Linked DNA regions of Mus musculus: all the other regions are linked to region 1. A link is a contact called in public promoter capture Hi-C data. All regions are on one chromosome and are shown on one strand. The core of a region is the stretch at or near the end of the contact, and the rest is flanking DNA. Distances in the headings are between cores, read along the strand shown.

Region 1 (2,882 bases), core at 236-2,735:
TAACCTTCAAGCTTCAGCCTACTGGGTGCTTGGCTTAATTGTGTGAACCAGCACTCACAGTTCCCAAGTAGATATTAACCTCAGGGCATCCAACTCCAAGGCCAATGCTGCCCCTGGTACTAGGGATTGAACTCAAGGCCTTGTGCAAGGCCACTGATCGACCACTGGGCTACCCCAGACCCCAAATCTATACTTTTAATTCTTCTGCCCTACTCTTTCTCTGAACAGACTAAGAATCACAAGATAAGGAGTCTCTGCCGTAAGTTAACTTGGTTAATTTGGACTTCCACTTAGGTGTCTGAATATCATTTTGATTATTAATAAGAGTGAAAATTAGAATGCTTTTAAGGTTTTTCAAAAGATTGTGCAATACTGGAATGAAGAATTAATTTAAAAACACTATTCTTTTGGTCAATCACAAGACCTAATATCACCCTTGCCTACTCTAACCACAACCTAACAGGCTGTCTCTGAGACCCTCAGTTCCCAGAATCCTGAGCCACAGAAACGAAAGGTTTGCAGTTTGCCTGATGCTGAGCTGATTCCCATCTCATCATCAGTTTTAATGTCTCCTGGCCATGTTTCCATGACGACTATCATGTACAGCTTGGCCTAGTCCTGAACATCCTGACTACTCCGGCTCTGGGGTCAGGAGAAGCTCATGTTTACACTGCTGGATGGAGTGAGGTAGTTTTTTTGTTTTGTTTGTAATTACAAATTCTTGGCTGGCCTGGAATTCCCATGTAGAGCAGGCTGGCTTTGAACTCAGGATTTGCCTGTCTCTGCCTCTTTCTGAACTCTGGGATTAAAGGCGTAGCACATTCTACATAAGTGACTTTTTAAAAATCATAAACACCCTGAAATACAGTTTACAGAAGGCTAAATTCCCGTTTAATGATAGAATCTCAGATCTGATTAGCAGTTTAACAAAACTCCCCAGTCCCTCCCCAACCCACTTTATACACGAGGAAAACCAGGGCCAGATGGATAAAACAATGCAACTGTTTGGTGGTGGTAGCAAGGTTTTGTTTTACTTTACAGATTTTTTAAAACTACATTGAACACAGTGATCTTACTCTGTGAAAATCATACCTGAAAAGTAGTGTGATTACATGTAGCTGTTTTAGATATGCATACCTTCCCAGAAAGAAGCAAAATGGTAAAATTTAGTTAACGATAAAGCTATTTTAATACCCTAAGCTCAATAATTCACTGAAAGAACATTCTTTTTGTGGTCCTTTCTTGTCCATCTCAGGCATTCCTAGTGTATGAAAGGGCCTAGCTCTTCTCAGGAGTATAGAACCCAAAGGCTTGCTACAAAAATCCATCTTTTTTTTTTTTTTTTTTTTTTTTTCTCCCTTCTGGTACCTCCCTGAGCTTAGTTAGCTCTCCAATCTGGAGGAACAGTACTTTCAGAGCTGGAGTGGGGGTGGGAGTGTCACATGACATAACGCACTTTTAGCACCCACTGCTAGCACCCACTCTGTGCATTTGCTCTGATTTGGGCATATTTCCTTCCTCTCCTAGGCAGATAGCAGCTCACCTTGGTTAATGCCATTAAACCGTAGACCACTCAGCTGCTAATAAACCAGGAAGAAACCCGGCCGTGCTAGGACTAGAAATGTCCATCCCTGCCCCCAACCCCCTTAAGACAGTGACTAGGCCGGAATTCTCCTGGTTGATAAATGAGAGGAGCTGAGGAGCCGCTGTGATGACGGTTCCGAGAATCTGATTTGTGAGAAGGCGAATCTCCAGGAGCACCATGGAGATGCTTTTGGAAAGCGGGCCAGCCTACCTGCCAGAAGGAGGACGAGAGAAAGGGGGCAAGGCAGAGAGAAACGCTTAAGCGAGATGGCCTGGAGGTGCCCCAAAAGGGACCTTTGAAAAGGAAACGGAGGCCGCATCTCGGGGAAACCTCGGAGGTAAGTGACATTTAAAGGGGTTGCGCATCCAGGCAAAGGCGCGACAGAGACAAAGGTGGAATTCCAAACTGGGAAGAATAAGCCTGGTTAACTGTGGGTGGTACCCAGACGCCCAAGGGTGTCGCGGGGCTGGCGAGGACCGGAAGGTGGGGGTCAATCGGGGCATCCACGCGGAAGACAGTGGGGGGTCGGGAACTGGCGAAGGAGCGAACGTCCTGCGTTTGCCCCGGGGAAGGTCAGAGACCCCCTACCGGAGAACTACTGCAGGAACCTAGAGGGGCCGCGGTTGCCATGACGCCGGGTGGGGAGGGGGATGACTCGCGCCCCGCCCCAAGCCCCGCGGGGCCGCGAGCTCCAGATGGTCCCGGGCCTCCCGCGGGAGCCGACGGCCTGCGGCAGGGGGAGGCTATTGTCCTCCTTCCGCGGCGCCGCAGTCCCGCCGCTCGCGCCCGCGCGCAGCCGCCACGCGCCCCGCGGCCGCCGGCCCCGCGCGCCCCCCGCGCCGCTCGCGCCCTGTGACAGCGCCCTCCTGCCGTGCGCCCTGGGCCGCCCCGCCACCGCCGCCAGTAACCTCCCGCAACCACCCCTCGCGACCGGGCTGTGGGCGCGGCGACAAGTGTGCCCCCACTAGCCGCGCTCCCCGTGCCCGGCAGGCGCTCCGCACCCAGGTAGGTGCAGCCGGCGCCCCGGCCCGCTTTGTCCCGGCCGGCAAGGAGGCGCGCTTTGTGCGGCCGCGTGCAGGCGGCGGGGTCGGTCCTGGGGAGCTCAGGAGGGAGGATGCGACGCCGAGTTCCCGGGTCCTGTGCGGGACACCCAGGTATCGCTGTGAAGATTCTGGGGGCCGAGGCTTGGGGCACGCGGACCTCTATGGAGCGCAGAGAAGAGTCTGGAAGAGTTGGGCTGACAGACGCGCTGATGGATCGGGGTCGCCTGGGCTCGGAGCGCTTCTGGCAGCGCATG
Region 2 (2,849 bases), core at 52-2,551, 280 kb before region 1:
AAAAAGTCAGGCAACAGTGGCTCATGCCTTTCTTTAATCCTAGTACTTGGGAGGCAGAGGCAGGCGAATTTCTGAGTTTGAGGCCAGCCTGATCTACAGTGAGTTCCAGGACAGCCAGGGCTATACAGAGAAACCGTGTCTCAAAAAGAAAGAAAGAAAGAAAGGAAGGAAGGAAGGAAGGAAGGAAGGAAGGAAGGAAGGAAGGAAAGAGAGAGAAAGAAAGAGAGAAAGAAAAGAGAAAAAAGAAAAGAAAAGAAGAGAAGAGAAAAGAAAAGAAAAGAAAAGAAAAGAAAAGAAAAGAAAAGAAAAGAAAAGAAAAGGAAAGGAAAGAAAAAGCAAGCTTTCTGGGTGTGGTGACATAATACACCTAAATTCCATTGACACAGGTACTTAGGAGTCAGAGACAGGCAGATCTCTTGAGTTCAAAGCCAGTCAGGGCTACATAGAAGACCTTTGCCTCAACAGGAGGGAGGACCCACAGAAGAACATTAGGGATGAGTTATTTTAGCCTTGACCACACATCTAGGGCACCAGAGATAAAGAGGAGATTTCTCATCTTCAGGAGTACATGGCTGTTTGGTGGGCCACTCAGGAAAGGCTGCTAAAATTCTCTGGATCCTGGGTCTAAATGGAGCCCAGGTAGTCTCTCCATACTCTCTGTTCACCAAGTCTGTCCTTGGGAAGGGGCTGCTGGGCTCCACTGAACCCAACTGTGAGACCTCAGCTGGACCAAGCCTGTGAGAACCTAGACCCCAGGACGGCTTCCTTTAGAGCAGCCTGCGTTGGATTCAGGACCTGCTCTTCTGGCTCTCCCAGTTCTTCCCACTCTGCCCCTCCTCACCCATAGGCTCTCCTCTTCACTAGCTGGTCTGTCTCCCTGGGTGGCCTCCTCAGGTCCCTTGGCTGTACCCTGCCCAACTGGTGGCTCCTCAATGGTTTCCCAGGCCAACCCCACATTCCCTATAGGGACCTGCAGCTCAGCTACCATAGGCCTGTTCAACCCCACCCTATCTGTCCCAGGCTGCTCCCTACCCTGGGGAAGAGGTAACTGCCTTCTGCTTGCTGTGCTCCAACCTCTCTCTTATCCACCTGCAATCCATCAGCAATCCTGGGGCTCTGGCTTCTAGGAGAATGCAGAATCTACCCACTGTTTCCACTGCATCACAGGCACCACTGTCCCCCTCCCCCACTTCCCTCCCATCCGTCCCTAATGCCCACGAGGGCCTGGTACAGAGGTTTGCTGAGGAATGCACGTAACCGACTACCTAGGCTCCACCCCAGAGCTGCCACTCTAATAGAGAATGATCCAAGAAAAACAGCGTAAGTTAACAAATACTCATGTAAGTGCCAGTACAGTGCACACTCCATGGCATGTCCTTTTTACTTTTTCGAGACGGTCTCACTGTGTACCCCTGGCTAGTTGGGGGAACTTAACTATGTAGACAGGGGTGACTTTAAACTCAGAGACCCTCTTGCCTGTCCTTAAGTTCTGGGATTGTTACCATGCCAGGCATGGCAAGTTTTTTGTTTGTTGCTGTTGCCACATCCATACCGTTGTCTTTTCTAATGCTGTCACTGCCCAAGGGAACCTGACCATGTACTGCTTGTGTGGAGGCCTTGGCAAGCAGTGGGTGAGGGGCTGTGCCATGGCTGAGCAGAAGATCTCAAAGGATTGCCTCTTTGATCCTTGAGGGTAGCCTTGGGAAGCCCTCTTGATTCTAGGGCATCATGAGAGGCCTCTGACCACCAGCAAAGGCAGAAATGGAGTGGACGGGCAAGAGCTGCTAGAGTTGGACTTTATAGTTCACATGACTTAAAGCAGGCCCAGGCTAGGCAGACAGCCTCTGAGTCACCCAGCACTCTCAGCAGAGTCAGAAGGGAAAAAAGCCAGTGTTCTAGCCTGCGGGTGACTTAGGCAGGAGCCATTGGAATGAGAGCCAGGGCAGAGACTCAGTGGCCACACTTCTGTGTGACCCGGAACAAGTTGCTGTCTTGTTCTGAGTTTCACTGTATCTATCAAGCCCAGACACATCTAAGGCCTGCCAAGCTTTTTGATTTGTTTTTTTTATTTTTTGTTTTTTGACAGGGTCTCACTATGAATCCCTGAATTCAATATGAATAGCTCACTGTGTAGACCAGGTTGGCCTTAAACTCCTATAGATTACCTGCCTCTGCCTCCTGGGTACTGGAATTAAAGGCGTGTGCCACCATGTCTAGCACTGTTTTTTCTTTTTTTTTGTTTTTGTTTTTTTAAGATTTATTCATTTATTATATGTAAGTACACTGTAGCTGTCCTCAGACACTCCAGAAGAGGGCATCAGATCTCGTTACAGATGGTTGTGAGCCACCATGTGGTTGCTGGGATTTGAACTCCGGACCTTCAGAAGAGCAGTCGGGTGCTCTTACCCACTGAGCCATCTCACCAGCCCCTTTTCTTTTGTTTAATGTGCGTGGATGTTTTGTTTGTATCACACGCACACTGTGCCTGTGGAGGCCGGAAGAAGACCTCAGGTCCCCGGTGCAGGATCCCCTAGAAGAGCAGTCAGTGCTCTTAACCTCTCAGTCATCTCCAGGCCATATACCTAAAAATGTATTCATTTTAAAAAGTTTTAGCTTATTATATATGTATGAGTATTTTGCCTGCATGTATGTATGTGCACCACATATGCATGTCTGATGCCCATAGAGTTCAAGAGAAGATGTCCAATCTCCTGGAGCCAGAGTTATGGATGGTTGTGAACCACCACATGGGTGCTGGGAACTAAGCCTTGGTCTTCTGCAAGAGCAACAAGTGCTCTTAATTACTTACCCTTTATTATTTTTTAAAATAATGTGTGTGCATATGTGTT
Region 3 (3,027 bases), core at 68-2,567, 510 kb before region 1:
CAATAAGTGAGGGCATGAGGCTGGGTCGAAGACAGCCTGCAGGGACTCACAGTCCTGGAAGGAGAGGTTGTGTGTCTTCTTGACCCCTGGATAAGGGAAATGGTCTCAGGGCTTGGCAACCTCCACTGCCACTGCCTCCACACCCACAGAGGAACTCTTTGGGCAGGCCGCTTGCTCACCATACTTGCAGTGGAGCTGGACCACCAGGTGGCTGTGGCTGCCACTGAGGGAGATACAGCACTTCTCCACAGACTTCTCCACAATTGCCAGAGAGCGGAAGACGGACAGGAAGGCCTGGGCAGGGTAGGACATCAGTCTGGCACACTGCTTCCACGGCCCAGCTCTACATCCCATGTAGGCCCTGGCCCCATCACTGGCCCCACAAAGCTGTGGTGTCTGCACACTCCCATGCTGCCTTGCCCATGCTGGTCTCTTTGCTGGGAAGGGCCACTAACCTTTTCTTGACCAATGTCACCACCCTCTCCACAGATCTTAGATAGCCCTCTACGGTCTAAACATCTTTACCTCACTGCATGTTGCATGGAATAGCTCCCATATGAGACTAACTCCCTAGTCAAACTCATCATTTACTGAGTACCTGGCACAGAGGCACAGCTGTGGAGCTGCTTCAGGTGGCCCTTACCTTCATCAGGATCTTACAGCGCAGCAGGTCCTGACCAGGGGAAGCCGCCTGGTACTGCTGGAAGAAGAGTGGGGCAAAAAGGAAGCAGGCATAGGCAGAACGGGACGAGTTCACAGTCCGTAGGGAGAGCTGAGACACAAAAAGCAGGCAAAATTGCTTTTCCCTTAAGTTACTTTAGCCCCACCTTGCCTGCCACTAGGCGTTCTAGGAAGAGCAAGTACCCTCTGTATAGACATGCAGCCTCAGAAGACTGGGCCCAAGCCGATGTCCGAACAACCCAAGAGATAATAAACTGCGCCGGAATATCTGTCCACCATCCCTGTAAGGCCGAATGAACACCAAGCCTAGGCTCCCCATTCACCATTGAATCCGCCCCCATCCCTGCGTCCCAGTCCCTTACCCCGTCCTTCAAGGGTTCCAGATAGAGCTCGTCCCCGATTCGGGATAGCGAATGGACAGCCTTGCCCAGCACTGCGGGGAGGAGAACAGAAAGTGGTTAGGGGGACTCCTGGGGCTTGCTCACGTGGTCTGCTGCAAGGTAGGTCCAAACTTACCCTTCACGTTGCCCCCGGTGATCAGGCACTTCATAGTACATAAGCACAAAAATCGAGCTTGTTTTGCACACGAACCGGGACGGGATAGGACATATAATGAGTCCCAGCAGCTACTACGACTGCCTAAAGTTCCCTTCCCGCGCACCGTCCCCTCCCCGCTGCCGGCCTGGCCTCCGCTTCCTTATTGGTTCACCCGGGGTTTCTCCGTCACGTGAGAAAAACGTTCCTAAGCTCGGTGTCACGTGATCTAGTCGGTTCATTGGGTGTGGCCCGGGTCACGTGACTGCGGAGGGCTTGCTCCTGTGTCCTTCCTCAGGTCTGATTCTCCCACCCGAACCCGAGCCCTGCACACCCTGCAGAGCTCTGCAGCTCCACTGGGCTGCACTGGGCATAGGTGAAGGGCATACTAGATGGAGGAGCAAGGTGTCTGCACCAAGGATCGAGCTCTGGACCAGAGCCCTAACGTGGGAAGTGTAGACCCTCCCGGGTCGCTAACTTTAGTGTGTGGGGTTACAGGGTCAAATCAAGATAGTCCGCGCTCAATCTGGGCTGGGGATTCTGTTGTGGCAGCAACCACCAGCTCCCCTCAAAAAACGTAACTCGCTTCAAGAGCGATGAGAAGGGGCTGTTCATTTTGCTTTCAGGATCCTTCACTGACCTTCGTAAATACATGGAAAGATGAGAAGGTTCTGGGACAGAAAAGGGTGGAAGGATGGACTTGTCAGAAGGAGGGGCAGAAGCAGAAGCACAATGGGGGTAGGCGAATATGGGTGAATGGGGTGTCCCGAGCCTTGTGCGGTAAGGGGTGGGGAGGCAGAGCTGAAGGGATGAACTGGGAAGCCCTGGGAAGGCTTAAGTACTACGCGGGGTTTGGTTTATGTACATTTTACCAATTACCCAGACAGTGTGGAAGGATGAAGATTTTCAGCTGGGACGCATTCACCTTGCTCTGGGAGGTAGTTCAAATGCCTAGAGCAACCCTTGCCCATCCCCCTGCGGGCCTGTGGGTAGTGGGGAGGGTGTGTTTGTTACCTAGCCCCTCTTTGTTTTTCTAGGCTCCTCTCCCTCTCCAAGTGCTTCTTTCCTAGAGCCTCCGGGGAGGAGGCGGCTTTCCCTTTCCACATCCAAGGCAAGCTGCATACAACGCAGAGGTGTCCAGTTCTCTGTTAGACTGGGAGTTAGGGGATTACCAGCATCCTCTCCTCCTCACTTGCTCACGTCTTCGGTGGATTCTGGCTGCTTCATTTCCCAAACAGATGGCAAAGTGGCCCTCCTTCTGTCTCCACTGTCCTCCTTTCACTGTCCAGACACAGTCCTCAGTGACCCGCCCCCCCCCCCCCCCCCGGTGGGCTTAACTCTCCTGGCAAAGTCCAGTCTCTTGATCAGGAACTTTGAGGATCCAGGTCCCACAGAGGTCTTCACTGTCTCCTACCCCACATGATCACCTATCTCCATAGCCCTGCCAGGCTCTTAGCGGCCACTCTGGCTGCTTCCAAGGCTGTAGCCTGCTTCTCCCATGCTGACTTCTCTTCCTGGGCTCAACAGCAAAGGTTCCCTCAGCAGAGAAAACCCTAGGCTTTGAGCCATGGTGTGTCCCAGTTTCCTCTGTGTTTAATATTTGTGCTTCCTGCTGTTGTGGCTGCTGCATGTGGGCAGGAACTGCTTCTGTTTTGTTTATTGCTCTGTGTACTTCCCACCCAGCCTAGGATCAATAAATAGGTGTTGAGCCAGGTATGGTGGCTCATGCCTATAATCCTACCACTAGCGACTCGAGAACTTGAGAGGCCAGCCTGGGCTATATAGCAAGACCCTGTCTCAAAAAAATAGAAA

The links. Promoter capture Hi-C pulls out the DNA fragments that hold promoters and counts their contacts.
Region 2: a promoter capture Hi-C map of hematopoietic stem and progenitor cells shows a contact between it and region 1, with 5 times the contacts expected there. A contact is called at or near these places in 12 of 39 promoter capture datasets (the 3T3-L1 cell line, the C10 cell line, cranial neural crest and 7 more), 2 of 130 datasets of targeted methods (embryonic stem cells and kidney) and 1 of 9 other capture datasets (adipose tissue).
Region 3: a contact with region 1 is called in a promoter capture Hi-C map of neural stem cells. A contact is called at or near these places in 1 of 39 promoter capture datasets (neural stem cells) and 1 of 130 datasets of targeted methods (pancreatic cancer cells).

Annotation. Positions count from the first base shown.
Region 1 is chr19:4,709,723-4,712,604 of GRCm38.p6, forward strand. It overlaps Sptbn2 (spectrin beta, non-erythrocytic 2), which reads left to right and starts at 1,486. Exons shown (of 37, transcript NM_021287.2): 1 at 1,486-1,922.
Region 2 is chr19:4,428,575-4,431,423 of GRCm38.p6, forward strand. The region is part of intron 3 of Rhod (ras homolog family member D); the gene reads right to left. Among named protein-coding and RNA genes, the nearest start is that of A930001C03Rik, 9.3 kb to the right of the region's middle.
Region 3 is chr19:4,200,286-4,203,312 of GRCm38.p6, forward strand. Rad9a (RAD9 checkpoint clamp component A) reads right to left here and starts at 1,318. Exons shown (of 11, transcript NM_011237.2): 1 at 1,198-1,318; 2 at 1,044-1,114; 3 at 644-772; 4 at 180-294; 5 at 1-86. The coding sequence starts at 1,231. It overlaps Gm30082 (a long non-coding RNA gene), which reads left to right and starts at 1,423. Exons shown (of 4, transcript XR_388289.3): 1 at 1,423-1,513; 2 at 1,842-1,953; 3 at 2,099-2,153; 4 at 2,253-2,955.